Regions from separate parts of the Mus musculus genome. Here regions 2, 3, 4 and 5 are each linked to region 1. Evidence: chromatin contacts called from public HiCAR-type and promoter capture Hi-C data. All regions are on one chromosome and are shown on one strand. The core of a region is the stretch at or near the end of the contact, and the rest is flanking DNA. Distances in the headings are between cores, read along the strand shown. Region 1 holds the start of Atg14 (autophagy related 14). Region 2 holds the start of Gpr137c (G protein-coupled receptor 137C). Region 3 holds the start of Gnpnat1 (glucosamine-phosphate N-acetyltransferase 1). Region 4 holds the start of Styx (serine/threonine/tyrosine interaction protein). Region 5 holds the start of Ero1a (endoplasmic reticulum oxidoreductase 1 alpha).

Evidence for each region. Promoter capture Hi-C pulls out the DNA fragments that hold promoters and counts their contacts. HiCAR-type assays count read pairs that join an accessible place to other places. Capture Hi-C pulls out chosen DNA fragments and counts their contacts.
Region 2: a HiCAR-type map of astrocytes shows a contact between it and region 1, with 2.8 times the contacts expected there. The contact joins the promoter of Gpr137c here to the promoter of Atg14 in region 1. A contact is called at or near these places in 1 of 39 promoter capture datasets (liver), 1 of 484 Hi-C or Micro-C datasets (muscle stem cells), 1 of 115 datasets of contacts at active chromatin or transcription factors (astrocytes) and 2 of 9 other capture datasets (adipose tissue and pancreatic islet).
Region 3: a contact with region 1 is called in a HiCAR-type map of astrocytes, with 4 times the contacts expected there. The contact joins the promoter of Gnpnat1 here to the promoter of Atg14 in region 1. A contact is called at or near these places in 2 of 39 promoter capture datasets (both in liver) and 1 of 115 datasets of contacts at active chromatin or transcription factors (astrocytes).
Region 4: a contact with region 1 is called in a promoter capture Hi-C map of liver, with 5 times the contacts expected there. The contact joins the promoter of Styx here to the promoter of Atg14 in region 1. A contact is called at or near these places in 3 of 39 promoter capture datasets (hippocampal neurons and liver) and 2 of 115 datasets of contacts at active chromatin or transcription factors (astrocytes and large pre-B cells).
Region 5: a contact with region 1 is called in a promoter capture Hi-C map of liver, with 3 times the contacts expected there. The contact joins the promoter of Ero1a here to the promoter of Atg14 in region 1. A contact is called at or near these places in 1 of 39 promoter capture datasets (liver), 1 of 115 datasets of contacts at active chromatin or transcription factors (intestinal villus epithelium) and 1 of 9 other capture datasets (liver).

Annotation. Positions count from the first base shown.
Region 1 is chr14:47,567,147-47,569,846 of GRCm38.p6, forward strand. Atg14 (autophagy related 14) reads right to left here and starts at 1,288. Exons shown (of 10, transcript NM_172599.4): 1 at 1,040-1,288. The coding sequence starts at 1,260. It also overlaps the pseudogene Gm6616.
Region 2 is chr14:45,218,322-45,221,021 of GRCm38.p6, forward strand. Gpr137c (G protein-coupled receptor 137C) reads left to right here and starts at 1,396. Exons shown (of 7, transcript NM_027518.2): 1 at 1,396-2,097. The coding sequence starts at 1,672. Txndc16 (thioredoxin domain containing 16) reads right to left here and starts at 1,104. Exons shown (of 21, transcript NM_001310534.1): 1 at 896-1,104; 2 at 675-728.
Region 3 is chr14:45,387,500-45,390,240 of GRCm38.p6, forward strand. It overlaps Gnpnat1 (glucosamine-phosphate N-acetyltransferase 1), which reads right to left and starts at 1,297. Exons shown (of 6, transcript NM_019425.2): 1 at 1,249-1,297.
Region 4 is chr14:45,349,837-45,352,547 of GRCm38.p6, forward strand. It overlaps Styx (serine/threonine/tyrosine interaction protein), which reads left to right and starts at 1,350. Exons shown (of 11, transcript NM_019637.3): 1 at 1,350-1,693. The coding sequence starts at 1,637.
Region 5 is chr14:45,317,241-45,320,062 of GRCm38.p6, forward strand. It overlaps Ero1a (endoplasmic reticulum oxidoreductase 1 alpha), which reads right to left and starts at 1,332. Exons shown (of 16, transcript NM_015774.3): 1 at 1,137-1,332. The coding sequence starts at 1,250.

The DNA.
Region 1 (2,700 bases), core at 38-2,537:
CAGGAATAATGGGGATTAAAACACCCCCAAAATTTACATGTTACATAGCCTTGCAGTTAAATGCACCCGTATATGGATCCAGGATGTCTGGGTTTTAACTGTTTGGGGCCTTGGAACAAGGCATTTACTACGTACAAGTCTCCTCAAGTAATCGGCTGGCAATAACTTGCATGGGTTGTTGTAAAAAAATAAATGCTTCAAATTTAGGACTAAAAAATTGTTTTATCTGGACATAATAGCACACACACTTTTCCCAGCGCTCAGGAAGCAGAGGCAGAAGGATCTCTCCGAGTTCCAGGCAAGTCTTATTTATATAGTGAGTTCCAGGCCACCCAGAGAGAGCTACATAGTGAGACACTGTCTCAAACAAACATACTAAAAAGTTACCTATTTCGTTATTGTTGAAACAAACGTTAGGAGTAAAAGATTCTTCAGCTAAGCATTCAGTTTTCTAATATCTTAATTCAAAAGAAAGACAAAATATTTCCTTAAACGCAGTTCTTTTAACTAAGGACTTGCAACTCAAAAACACAGTCCAGTATCCCCAGTGACAAAATCAACTTTGGGATTACAGAAGGAAGTAACCTAGTCCTGGTCCTCGTTCACAAAGAGCTGTATCCACCTGTGACACAGACAACCAAGGTTCAAGCCCTCCTAACCAATTTAGTTCTCTGCGGATTCCTTCTGTAAAATGTATTTATGTCTGAAGACGGGAAAAGGTAAAACTACGCTTCTGAATGGGAGAACTAAGACTCCTCTACACAGACTTCTCCAGAAGGACTGTATTTCCTTTCCCCAAGTACCCAAGAGGACCCTAGAGAAACTCTGGTGGGTGGTGGGGAACAGCAACCTACGTTCACCTAGCACCCACCCCCACCCTGCCACTGGCAACAAAGCGCCAGCGCAAAGCAGCTCCATTCTCTTTTCCACACTCGCAGGGCTCCTGGGCCCGGCCTAGGGTGTCCAGCCTCCAGCCTCTGGTGGCTGGGCCAGAGGAATCAGAGAAGCAGAAACAATAGGGCCGTGGCGGCCGCCGTACCTCTCCCGGTCGCGGCCGTCGAAATAGACGAAATCACCGCTCTGGACGCACTTGGCGCAAGTCAACCGCCGGCGAGTGGTGTTGCACAGAGGACACCGCTCAACAGCCACGTAAAGGCCCTCGGCGTCGTCCACCGAGTCCACCAGGTCCCGTGCTAGCGCCCGCGGCCCAAAACCAGGAGCCTCGGGCGTCCAAGATCCCTTCCCACTGGGAGACGCCATGATGATCTGAGCTCAGGGCCAGTCACGTGGGATTTTGTTTTTATCCAGGTGCATCCTGGGCTCGGAGGCGGGGCCTGAAGGCCGGGGCGGGAAAGGGGGCGGTCCAGAGGTTGGGGCTGGAGCTCAGAGGCGGAGAATCTAGGAACCAGGGATCTTCTTGTCCTACTTCCCACACTCCTTGGCGGCTGCGCAGTTCAACCCTTGGAGTGGCGCCAAACGAAGCCTCTACGTTATGCAAAATACAGTAATAAGTGCCCAAGCATTCTCAGTGAAGGTGCGGGAACAGAACAAGGGATTTCATTTCATTCATTAAGGTTACTTTTAGGTTTTGGGCTAAAACTGCAAGGAGCAAGGTTGGGAGAGAGTTGGATCTCAAACTAACTGAAGTTTGACTCACCTTCCTTCTTAAAAGCTGTGGAATTTGAAGAAAATCTTTTAACGCCTCTGCCCGACTTTGTCTTGGTTGGGGATATACTTGCTATACCTCCATAACCAGAGAGGGTTGAGCAAAAACCTCCCATAGCAGGCTAACACTCCCGACATCAGTAAAAACAAACAAACAAACAAACAAACAAACTGAAGATGTAAATCAAAGATAAATGTGGGGTTTTTTTCTTTTCTTTTCTTTTTTTTTTTTTTTTTTGAGACAGGATAGCCCTGGCTGTCCTGGAACTCACTCTGTAGACCAGGCTGACCTCGAACTCAGAAATCTGCCTGCCTCTGCCTCCCAAGTGCTGGGCGCACGCCCGGCGATAAATGTTTTTGAAATCAGCTTTTAATGGATAGTGCTTCTACGTAGCCTCCATTTCCCTCGAGTTCCAGTCCTCCTGTGGCAGCCTCGTGAGCTAACAGATTTCAAGCGTGTAATCACAGAAATCTAGCTGTAAGCACAGCCAGAAAACTGAGTTCTATTGGCTTCTGTCCTTCCCTCTCCTCTGGGTCATGTTCTAAGAGAATTTGAACTCGATAGTTAGGATTTCCTCCTAAGATTCTTCAGAAAGGATTTTCTCTTAGCGCGGGTCGCTTGCGTGTAGCAGCAGCCGCTCCGGTCACCGTCACGAGGGGCGGGCAGCGGCGGGGTCGACAGCTAGTGGGGTGCAGCGCTCGCCAGTGGTCGCGATGAGTTTACCCCTCAATCCCAAGACTTCTCTCAATGGACTGACAGGAAAGCCAGTGATGGTGAAACTTAAGTGGGGCATGGAGTACCTGGTCTCCATGGATGGCTACATGAACATGCAGCTTGCAAATACAGAAGAGTACATAGATGGGGAGCTGTCTGAACATCTAGGTGAAGTTCTAAAAAGGTGTAATAATGTCCTCTACATCAGAGGCATTGAAGAAGAAGAGGAAGATGGGGAAATGAGAGAGTAGCATCTTGGAGGATTTTATATATATTCTATACAATAAAGATTTGGGTGGTTTTTTTTTTTTTTTTCAAAA
Region 2 (2,700 bases), core at 146-2,645, 2.3 Mb before region 1:
ATTACACTTGTGGATGGTAATACTGTCTGGTGTCTGGCAAACTACTGGACCAGAATAAGTACAGAACAGATCTTAAGCCCCTTTGTAACATGTACTTGGTGGTGGAGGACTGAGAAACAGCCATCTTCTTAAGCAGACCTTAAGGAGGGAGTATTTAGGAAAGGCTGGATATTGGATGCTCCAGTAAATATGCTGTCTACAGAAGCACTGAATCTGCAATGAGAGGCTCACTCTGAGAACACAGGATCCTTCCTCATCTTGCATTACTTTGACTGATTTGCTACCAAATACCAAATACAAAAAAAACACAAAAAACAAAAAACAAAAAAAAAAACCTTCATGTAGTGGCCAACATACAACCGTTCCTCACTTATTTAAAGCAGAAATATACCTCTTATTTTGTATCTCTCAGTCTCTGATGAGAATAGCACCACTTGTTCCAACACACAAGCAGAATCTCACACAAACTCTTCCATTCTGGACAATCACCACATTGTTACTGCTCCGCGCTCCCCCCACCCCTCCCCTGCCCACCCCTGCGCCCAAGAGAGCTTTCTAAATTGCAAGTTTCGAAGAATCACCTTCCCCTTGGAGAAGGCCTCAACGTTCATCTGTTCCCAGGACCACCATCCTTCAGGACCTCTTCCCAAGAGAAGAAAGGGTTGATTACTTACAGTTTCCGCTCGCGCTTTGCTTCATTCGCTTTCCTCGCCCCGTGTTTCCTCCAGCTCAGAAAAAGAAAAGGGGGGGAAATGAAATCAAAACCAGCGTCGTTTGGTGCCCCCAGAAACAGGTGAACTGAATCAGCAAGCAACCTGGCTGGAGGGACGTTTGCCGAGTGCTGATGTGCATGCAATCCTGCAGGCAAAGTCTTGAGGCCCGCGCTGCTACCCACCTGCCTGAGATTCTCGTGCAGAGATGAAAGGTCTCTGAGGACAGCACGTCCCGCCATCAGAGTAGAGATGGTGACAGAAGGCGGGGCAGGGGCTGGTCCCTACGGCGGCTCCCAAAGCAACTACGCCTACCTGAGAAGCTCACCGCCCACGGCCGGCACTGCCTCCGCAAAATCAGTCTCTTGGGCGAAAAAACAACCCCCGAGGCTCCGCCTGCTCCTCGTGCTCCTTACGTAAGAGATCCTCCAACCAATGGACGGTCAGGGGGCGGAGCGAGAACAGCCCCAGGTGACAGAATCTGGAGTCCTCCCGCCGGCGCGAGGAAGTCTTGCAGTTGCTGGGCCAATCAGCAGCGTGGGTGGGAAGAGGGGCGGGGGTAAAAGAGGAGAAAGCAGAAGGCCAATCAGATCAAAGGCTTCTGGAGTGACAGGCTCTGAGGCCTGTGGTATTCCGAGTGAGGCGCCCGGAGGGCGCGCCCGCCCGGGCCAATCGCCGGCAGCTCACAGTGCGGAGCGAGCGCCTCAAAAGCTCGGGTTTCTCAGCTGATTGTCTCCAGCCGAGAGTTGTTTGCTGCTGCTGCGGAGCCGAGCCGCGGCCCGAGGAACCGAGCCCCCCGGGGGGAAGGGGAGGCGGGCCCGAGGGCAGCCGCGGCCATCGCGCGGGGCTGCGACTCCTGTCACGGCGCTGCCCGGGGCCGCAGGCTGGGGCGGGCGGGAGGTCCGGGGGGCGCTCGGGCCGCTTCCTTCCCGCGCTCCCTCCCCGCTGCTCGCGTCCCCTCATGAGGGTATCAGTGTCCGGGCCGGCGGCCGCCGCGGTCCCCACGGCCGGCCGCGAACCCTCGACGTCCGGCGGGGGCGCCGTCGCGGCCTCGGGCGCCGCGGTTCCCGGTTCGGTGCAGCTGGCGCTGAGCGTGCTGCACGCGCTGCTCTACGCCGCGCTCTTCGCCTTTGCCTACCTGCAGCTGTGGCGGCTGCTCCTGTACCGCGAGCGGCGGCTCAGTTACCAGAGCCTCTGCCTCTTCCTGTGTCTCGCGTGGGCAGCGCTCAGGACCACGCTCTTCTCGGCCGCCTTCTCCCTCAGCGGCTCTCTGCCCCTGCTGCGGCCACCCTCTCGCCTGCACTTCTTCCCGCACTGGCTGCTCTACTGCTTCCCCTCCTGCCTACAGTTCTCCACGCTCTGTCTCCTCAACCTCTACCTGGCAGAGGTAAGGCGGGAGGACCGGCGAGCGGGGGAGCGGGGCCGCCGGGATCCACTCCTGCCGAGACGGAAGGGGTCGGGGCTGGGGGAGGTGGCCGGAGGGCAGTCTGGGGACACTGAGACACTCCTGTCTTTCCCTCTCCCTCAACTTAAGCCGCTGATGGACTCGGTGCCTGAGGGGGTTGGAGAAGTGTGAGAGAGAGAGTATGCGTGCCCCGACAACTTAAGGCAGTGGGACACCCTTTGTTCAATGTCCCAGACCTCCACGTAAGGCGTTGGTGGCGACCACAGAGAAGCATCGTAAGAAGTAGCAGCTCCGGTAGCTCTGTCGAGGCTGGACCGGGTTGAGGGAGGTTGGATGCTGAAGTAGAGGCAGCTCTGCTGAAGCTGGACCGCTGCCAGCCATTACGTCACCAGGCAGAGCTGTTCCTCCGCTATTGTTGCTGCGTTTCTTTTATTAGAAGCTTATATCCCCCCCCCCCCCCGCATCTCCTTAACTGTGGCTCGATACACCTTGCACAAATTCTGATCGATCGCTTCCCCGACGGGGTGAACGATCAATAACCAATGCTGCGGGACAGTCGAAGGACCTCCATAAAGCCCTTAGTGT
Region 3 (2,741 bases), core at 47-2,546, 2.2 Mb before region 1:
GGCTGTTTTATCAAAACAAAACTACAAGAAGCCTTCATTCTGTAGCACTTAAAGGTCACCACCTAACTTCCTCTCTAAGTTTGGTTGTAAACTCTAACTAAAAGCCCCTCCCCCTCTACCCAGTAGGGTTTAACTTCTAAATTAGCATTTGTTTACAATGCTTGAGTATTGCCTAAGCCCTAGTCCAGTGAACCTCTAGTCAATGAATAATGAATGACGTAAGGTATTATCTAGAAATCACATTTCAGAAAGTCATGTAGAAAAAAAGATTGCCACATGGCCACAAGTGAGAAGACAAAAGACATACACCCAACTTCAAGTTTGGTTTCCCAGCCTCTGAATGAGTCTGGATATAGATGGGGAGCGGCTGCTTCCTGAAAAACAGCGGAGCAACAAGTAGGAAGATTGAAGACCAGGATTCACACATTTCTAAACATGATCTGCAGCCAAATCAAACTCGCTGTGATAGGTTACAGGTAGACAGACAGATAAGTAGACAGCTCCGAGTATCTTCATGAAAGGTAGTATTTCATGAAGCAAGAAGTCTTTCCCGTTAGTGTACTTAATCTACACGATCTGATTAGCCCCAAGTCTAGTTGCACAGTTGGGAGCACCGAGTTTCCAAGACTAGCCCTAAGGTTAGTTAACACTCATCAACAAATGAGTGGCCTGGAATGAGGATCCTCTCATTTTCCCATAGAGCATTACTGCAGGAAAGTCAACAGATGACAATCTTTGCATCATGGAATCTGTTTGAATCATACAATTCCTACCTTAATGAATCCATTTCCTGAGACCTACTCTTGGATTAATTAATCCCAAACAAACCCCCATTTATTTTTTTACAGGAACAAATTTTATGCTTGCCTTACATAAACATTAGCTCTAACACATAATAGAAACCACACAGTTGGTGTTTCTAGAGGTTCAAGTTCTAGGTTCCCCCACCCCAGGTTTCATACAGTCTGCGCAGCTGGGGCTCTTCAGAGCCGGTGCTTGTCTTCAGCGGCTCTGACCGCTACACCCGTAAAAGGGAACCGAGGGTTCGCGCCCTTTCATAGGGACGGCGGCAGAAAAGGTGAGGACCGTCCCCCATTCCCACGCCACGGACACTCCTAGGCCCTCCAAGACCCTGCCCGGCCAGACTGCCGGGCATCAAGCTTTGCCGCCCGGCTCCCGGGCAGGGCGTCTCAGCCTCTGCGGTCCCAAGCCCGCCAGCCCTCGCGTCCCAGCCCCAGGCCGCCTCACCGCACTGGAGCGGACCACGCTCCAGTCCCGGCGCGTCAGTCTCCCTGCGGGTCAAAGCGCCGCCGCATCCGGATCCGGCTGCAGCTCCAGCCCCGCCCCCCGTGCGCCCCCACGCGCCGCAGCCGGAACCGCCAGGCCAAACGTGGCCGGACCAACGCCTCTGCCCTGCCCCGCCCTCACGCACCGCTGCGCACGCGGAGGCACGGCCACGCACACCACTCCTGGGCTCCGGAGGCGAGGCGGGGCGGGGCGGGGCGGGGCGTGGGGCAAAGACCAGGGGCAAAGCTTGCGTCATCAGTTTACCTTCCAGACTTGCCTTTCGCTCACTGCACGAGAGTACCACCGTCGCTCTCACACCTTATCTGAAAATAAAGCCATAGGAGTATAAGCAGCCTACCGCGATGACCGGTGTGGGTTCCTTTCATTCTCCGAGCCCTAAGGCTCCTACCCTGTCAGTCCCATCGTCCCCCTCCCTCACTTGCATGCAGTCCATTAACAGGACTGGTGATTACATCTCCTGATTGTCAAATGTCTGAGACAAGGCTGGGCTTCTGTCTTCTAGAAACTGAGCTGGAACCACTCACCCTTGAGCTCTCTTGAGCTTTCCACTGCAGCCCTTTGCTTCCTATGACACCCGGAACATTTCAGCTTACTCTGGGCAAGAAGTGGCTACGTTCTCCAGGCAGTGAAGAGTGGGGTAGAGGCCAGGGCCCTGAAAGCATCTTACAGTATACAGCAAATACTGTGCTTGTTCTGTAATCTCAGTCCTGGGAAGGTTCCTACCTCCAGTGTCTCTCTCTTAAGTGTCATTTAGTGTCATCTGACAAGTGAGGAAGCAGAGATTTGGAGATATACATACATACATACATACATTCACACACACACACACACAGCGAGTGTGTGTGTGTGTGTGTGTGTGTGTGTGTGTAGTACTTGGTGCATGCCTTTAATTCCAGCACTAGAGACCAGAGGCTTTGTGCATCTCTGTGAGTTCAAGACAGTTCTACACAATTAGATCAAATACAGCCCCGAATATGTAGAGAAATGCTGTCACTAGATAGATAGATAGATAGATAGATAGATAGATAGATAGATAGATAGGGGAGGAGGAAGAAATGTCTTGAATATACCAAGACGTATACCACTTCCATCTCTGAACTCATTAAAATATTTGTTTTTTTTAAAGATTTATTTATTATATGTAAGTACACTGTAGCTGTCCTCAGACACACCAGAAGAGGGAGTCAGTTCTTGTTACAGATGGTTGTGAGCCACCATGTGGTTGCTGGGATTTGAACTCTGGACCTTTGGAAGAGCAGTCGGGTGCTCTTACCCACTGAGCCATCCCGCCAGCCAAAATATTTGTTTTTTAATGTCTTACTACATTATTTTGCTTATTTTAAAACTTGCAGCATCAGAGAAATACAGAATAAAAAGTCATGTGTCCCCATGGCTTCGCCTGTAGAATTAACATTATGTTAACAGCTTGGTAG
Region 4 (2,711 bases), core at 100-2,599, 2.2 Mb before region 1:
CTCTCTCTCTCTCTCTTTGGTTTTTCGAGACAGGGTTTCTCTGTGTAGCCCTGGCTGTCCTGGAACTCACTCTGTAGACCAGGCTGGCCTCGAACTCAGAAATCTGCCTGCCTCTGCCTCCCAAGTGCTGGAATTAAAAGGGTATGCCACCACTGCCCAGCTTCCCCTTTCTTTTTGAGACAAGGTCTCACTATGTACCCCTGGCTGGCCTGGGACACTTACTGTGTGGGTTAGGCCAGTCTCAACTCACAGACATTTTCTTGCCTCTCCTGAGTGGTGGAATTAAAGGCATTTACCACAATACTTGCCATTGGATTATTTTTTAATTAAAAATTACTAGCAGGGTATTCTGTGCCTTTTGTAATTCTTAAAGCTGGATAATAGTTTATGTAACACTAGAGAGCATAGACCATCTAATTAGCCACCTAATTTTTGAACAGCTATCCTGTATATTGAACATGCATTACATATATGACAACATGAAAAGAGTTAAGAGGAAATCCAAGTTAAACACGCGGTCCTTCCACTTTAAAGGATTTTTTTTTTTTTTTTTTTTGATAATGACAGTCCTGAGGTCTCTAGGAAGTAGTGTTAAAATACAGTGAAAAGTAGTGATAGTCTTAGTTACACACTTTGCAGCCTTCAGTGATTCCTTCAGTGAGACCAAAGGTGGTTCAGAAGTTCAAACCAGGCCTTTAATCATTTCATCTCAGAACTCTTGTAAATTTGAGGACCAGCCTGGTGTACATAGCGAGACCCTGAAGAAGGTATATTCTTCAAAAATTATTAACTCTAACGCCAGCTCCTCACACAATCATCTTTTATGTTGAAAAATAGGCTCGGAGAAATCTTAAAGAGTACCGAATACAATTTAGTAAGTAAACTATCATTTACATTTCTGATGACTTTTTTTAAGAATCATTTTCTTGAAATTTTCTGGATAATTTGAGTTGTTAACACTCCGGAGTATACCTAAGAGGCCACTTTCTACTTTGTTTAAAGATGATGGGTATCTCGGGGTTTTTTGTTTTTGTTTTTTTCGTAGTCTAACATGAATTTAAGCTGAACTCTTCCTGTTTGGTTATGACTTCCCCCACGGATTGGATCGAGCAGCATTCCTCTGAGTGTGGAGGACACTTTGAAGGGACGGACTCCCATCCCATTTGGGAAGGCCTTGGCCCCGACCGCTCCTCCCCTACGGCCGCAGCTCCGCCCTGCGGGAAGCTCCTCCCCCCGCGTCTGCGCGCTCGCGGACGGGCGGGGCGGAGGCGCGCTGACACCTGGCGGCGGGGGCGGGCCGTCGGCGAGCGTGGGCTGGGATTGGCTGGGCCGCGTGGGCTGGGGCGGGAGGAGACGGTTATGGGCTCGTGCCTGGGTCGGATCCCGGCTCTCTGAGGGGCGCGGAGACCTGCGGGAGGGACACGGCCGCAGCATGGCGGCCGGCAGCGCACCGCCCTGCCCTCCGCCTTCCTGTCGCAGCCGCTTGGATCCTGTGGTCCGCGAGTGCTTGCTGTGAGCCTGCCGCGCGTCAGCCCCCCCACCGCTCGCCCGCCCGCCCGCCCTCCTTCCCTTGTCGCCTCTGCCAGCCCGGAGGGCGGCCGGGCGCACCGCGCCCACCCACCGGGGCCCTGGGACCATGGAGGACGTGAAACTGGAGTTCCCCTCGCTCCCGCAGTGCAAAGACGACGCCGAGGTGAGTGCCCGGCGGCCCGCCCTGCCGCGGGCAGCCCCCGGGTCTCCGGCCAAGCAGCGCCTCTGGCCCAACTGTCCCAGACTCTTCCCTTTCCCCTTGGGCGTGAAGGGGCGTCAGTGAGGTCCTCCTCCCGCGGGACCCTATCGGAGGAGCCAACCCGGAGAGTACTCTTGACCACTCGCCTCGGCGTTGAGGCTTTTCGTGAACACAGACTCTTCCTTACCAGAGCAACACGCTGTGGAGTTGTTTTTAATCTGAGCTTGATGTTAGATTCACATGCGGGACACATAGCCAGCCCCACGTGTGGAATAGATCGGAGGCGTGAACTCTGGAATTGCACCCCTCTAATAGTACTCAAGTCAAAAACCAACCACCACCACTACCAAAAAACCCACAAAAAACGATGACTAGCGTGGGGCGGGGGGGGGGGGGGAGTAGAAAAGCTAAGCTTCTTTGAATTTGAAAATTTTTAGTAACAAATCTTGCCTGTACTATCGAGAGCAAAATTCTCCCAATTTATGATTTAAGGGTTCTTTTCACCCCACCTTGATTTTTTTCTTTACCTAACATCTGTTGCAAATATTTTATGGTACCAGAAACTGTTAAGTTAGAGTTTGCCAGAGGCTAAAATTAGTGACAAGGATTCTTACCTGTGACACTTAATAGGATCAAAAAAGGATTCTAGAGTTTTGCTTGTGTGTTTGATATAAGTCCTGGCTGTCCTGGAACTCACTAGACGAGGCTGGCCTGAAACCCAAAGAGATCCACCTGCTTCTGTACCCCAAATGCTGGGATTGAAGGTGTACACCCCTTAATCTCTCAGTGTTTTAAAGGTATTTGGGACTACTCTTGGCTGGCACACTTGTAACCCCTCTACTTGGGAGGTGGAAGGAGAAAGGAGGGGTCACTGTAGCCTTGGTTCTATAGCAAATTTGAGACCAGTCTCAGTTACAGATGAGATGGAGACTTTATACCAAATGCTCAATTCTATTGAATGTCTTCATTTGATTCAGATCAC
Region 5 (2,822 bases), core at 82-2,581, 2.2 Mb before region 1:
TCGAAGTCCACCAAAAAGGTGGCTATAAGAAGAGCCACTGCTTATAGGGCTATAAGAAAGCCAATGCTTGGTCATTTGCCTGAGGACCCGAGGTGGATCCCGGTGTCCCATGTGGTGGTTGGGGAGAGGTTCCTGCAAGCTGTGGACTAAAAGCACCCCCTACAATGCGTACATTCACAGGTACAATATACATACCCACAAAACAAACCTGTATTTTAAACATCGTAAAGAACAGTAATGAACAAGTCGAGGGGGAAAGGGTGCTGGCCAGCGCCAGGTGTGGTCGTGAACGTCTGTTTAACAATACAATTTACATATTAAGTATCTCAGTAATAAAATGATCTAATACACTTTTAAACAGAAGAAAGTCTGGGGAACCGCTAATATTCGAGAGTTCTTCCAGGCTTTACAAGAAAGCACTAAGAGACTAGCACATCGACTGAATATGATACTTCTGGGTATTTCCAAGCTGTTAGCATTTCCTTAAGACAGCAAAATGAAATTCACAGTTATTTCAATGCGCCTAGCCTAAACGGCCTCATACAAAATTTACAGGCTACACTAAGAAAATAAAATTCTTTGAATGTTTTGCTCACGGAACCCACATCTCCTACAGAAGTAAATAATCACAGCTCATAATCAAACTTGAATACAGAAGAGCTAGGGCCTACCTCGGATTCCGCAAAGGAAGTGTCAGTATACGAGAATAAGCTTCAGGGGCAAGGTGCACCATACACAGGCCGAGAAGTCACAGGACAACAACAGCCGCAAAGACACCAGGCAGTTAGATCAGGCCACCCAAAGAGCCCCTCAAGGTCATTCAACCTCTTGACAACGACAAGACCTAAAGAACAACTAGTCTCCCCAAGAGTCCATATCGGGAACAGAAAGGCTGGGGACGTCCCCGGCACCGCTCGCACGAGGTGCCCAGGTGCCGGGTCCATTCAGAACCCCCGGTCCTGTGGACACGGAGCAGCCAAGGCAGGATGCAAGGAAGCAGTGTGACAAGCTGGCCAGGCGCCCACGCCCATCGAAGGGTGCCCCGTCCCGGGGCGATCGGGAACGCGGTGCGGGCCGCGCATCAGGATCGCCGGCGCCCGGAGATGCGCAGCCCCTGGGCCGCCCGCGCGCCTCACCTGGCAGAAGCAGCGCTGTGCCGCTGTCTCCGGCCGCCGCTCCTCGCCGTGGCCCAAGCGCAGCAGCCACACGACGCCCAGGAGTCCAACGAGCAAGCCCCAGGCGCGGCCCATCGCCGCTCGCCGCCCACCGCCCTCTACCCGCGCCGCCGTGCTTGGCTCCCCGGCGCAGGCCGCGCGCCCGCTGAAGTAGCCTGCGCCGGCCCCGCCCCGCGCTCCGCCCTGCGCCCTCCGCGCTCCCGCCTCCCCTGCGGACGTGCAGCGGCGCGCGCCTCTGTCCACGCGAGCCTCGGGCGGCCGCCTTCCTGCGCGCCCCGCTCACGCACCCGCCTCCGGTACACCTGGCCTGCAGCTCGTCCGGCGCAAAGACGCGGTCCTTCCGGGGTCGGGGTATCCCCCGAGCCACACTGCCCGGGGCCTGCGCCGTCCTGCCCGCCCCGCCCCGGAGCTCACGCCAGCCAGCCCATCCTTTCTCAACACTAGGAAATCCCGAGCCTGGGTTACGTGTCCGCCGTGCTCTGGCTGCCTAAGCCTTTTAAAAGGATGTTGGAGTTCATCTCGGGGAGCACGGCCGTACACACGATTCAGTGGCTTTCTAGTTTTTCCCTTCCTACATCCTACAAAGGGAACAGGTGAAATTGGTTTCCAAAGGGCTGTGCACCGCGGCTTACACCTATAATCCAACACTCCAGAGACTGTGGCAAGAGGATTGCTCAATGTCAAAGACAGCTTGAGCTACATACTTCCTGCCCTATAGAGTTAGGCTCTATTTTATAAATAAATGTTTAAATATAATAATAAAAACATGTTTTTATTAAACTAGCATAGAGAAGATATTAGCTCAATGTGTAGTCCCGATTTGTTCATAAAAAATTGACTCCTTTTTTGCTGTATTTTATGCGAATTAGGCATATTTCACAAGCTAGAGAGCAATGTGGTAAAGACTATTCAATCTCTCGTTTCATAAGTGGAAATGGGGAAAGCTGTTGCTAAGAACTGGAGTCAGGCAGTGAGAAGCCTTGCTTAGCCTGTTATCTATAGCATGCACTGTACACAGAGTAAGATAATATGGCCTTATAAGCTAATATTGTCTTCACGATAGCTATATTCCAGCTCATACTTACCTTTTCTAGAACCAGATCATAGTGTCTCTGTTACAGGTGTTTTTGCTGGTGTTCTTTTCACACTGTTCCAGATTAAAAGCAAGTTTCCATTCAATTCACTTTGCAATGCCGAGCTTGGCCTTGGAAGTACACAGGTGCATCGGCTCCATAAAACTGACAATGTCGTCAGTTTTCTTGGCTTCGTTGTCTCGTTTAGCTTGGGGTAGTGCATTTTTATTTTGATGAAGGGTCTCACTGTGTATTCCTGACTGGTCTGGAACTTACACTGTGGACCACGCTGGCCTCGAACAGGCAGAAATCAATTCACCTCTGCCTCCCTAGACCTGAGATTAAACACCTGTTGCCACCACAACCAGTCTTCCAGTCTTATTTTTAGTTCACTAATAATTGTGTGTAAGATATGTTTTCAATCCATATGTACATTGTAGGAAGACTCAATCACACTAATATATCCATCACCTCACCAGCTTGACTTTTTCTTACAAGAATGTTTAAAAAAATAAGTCTATTAGTATCTTCAGTCTATTAGTAGCTTCCAAGTACACGGTATATAAACCACAGC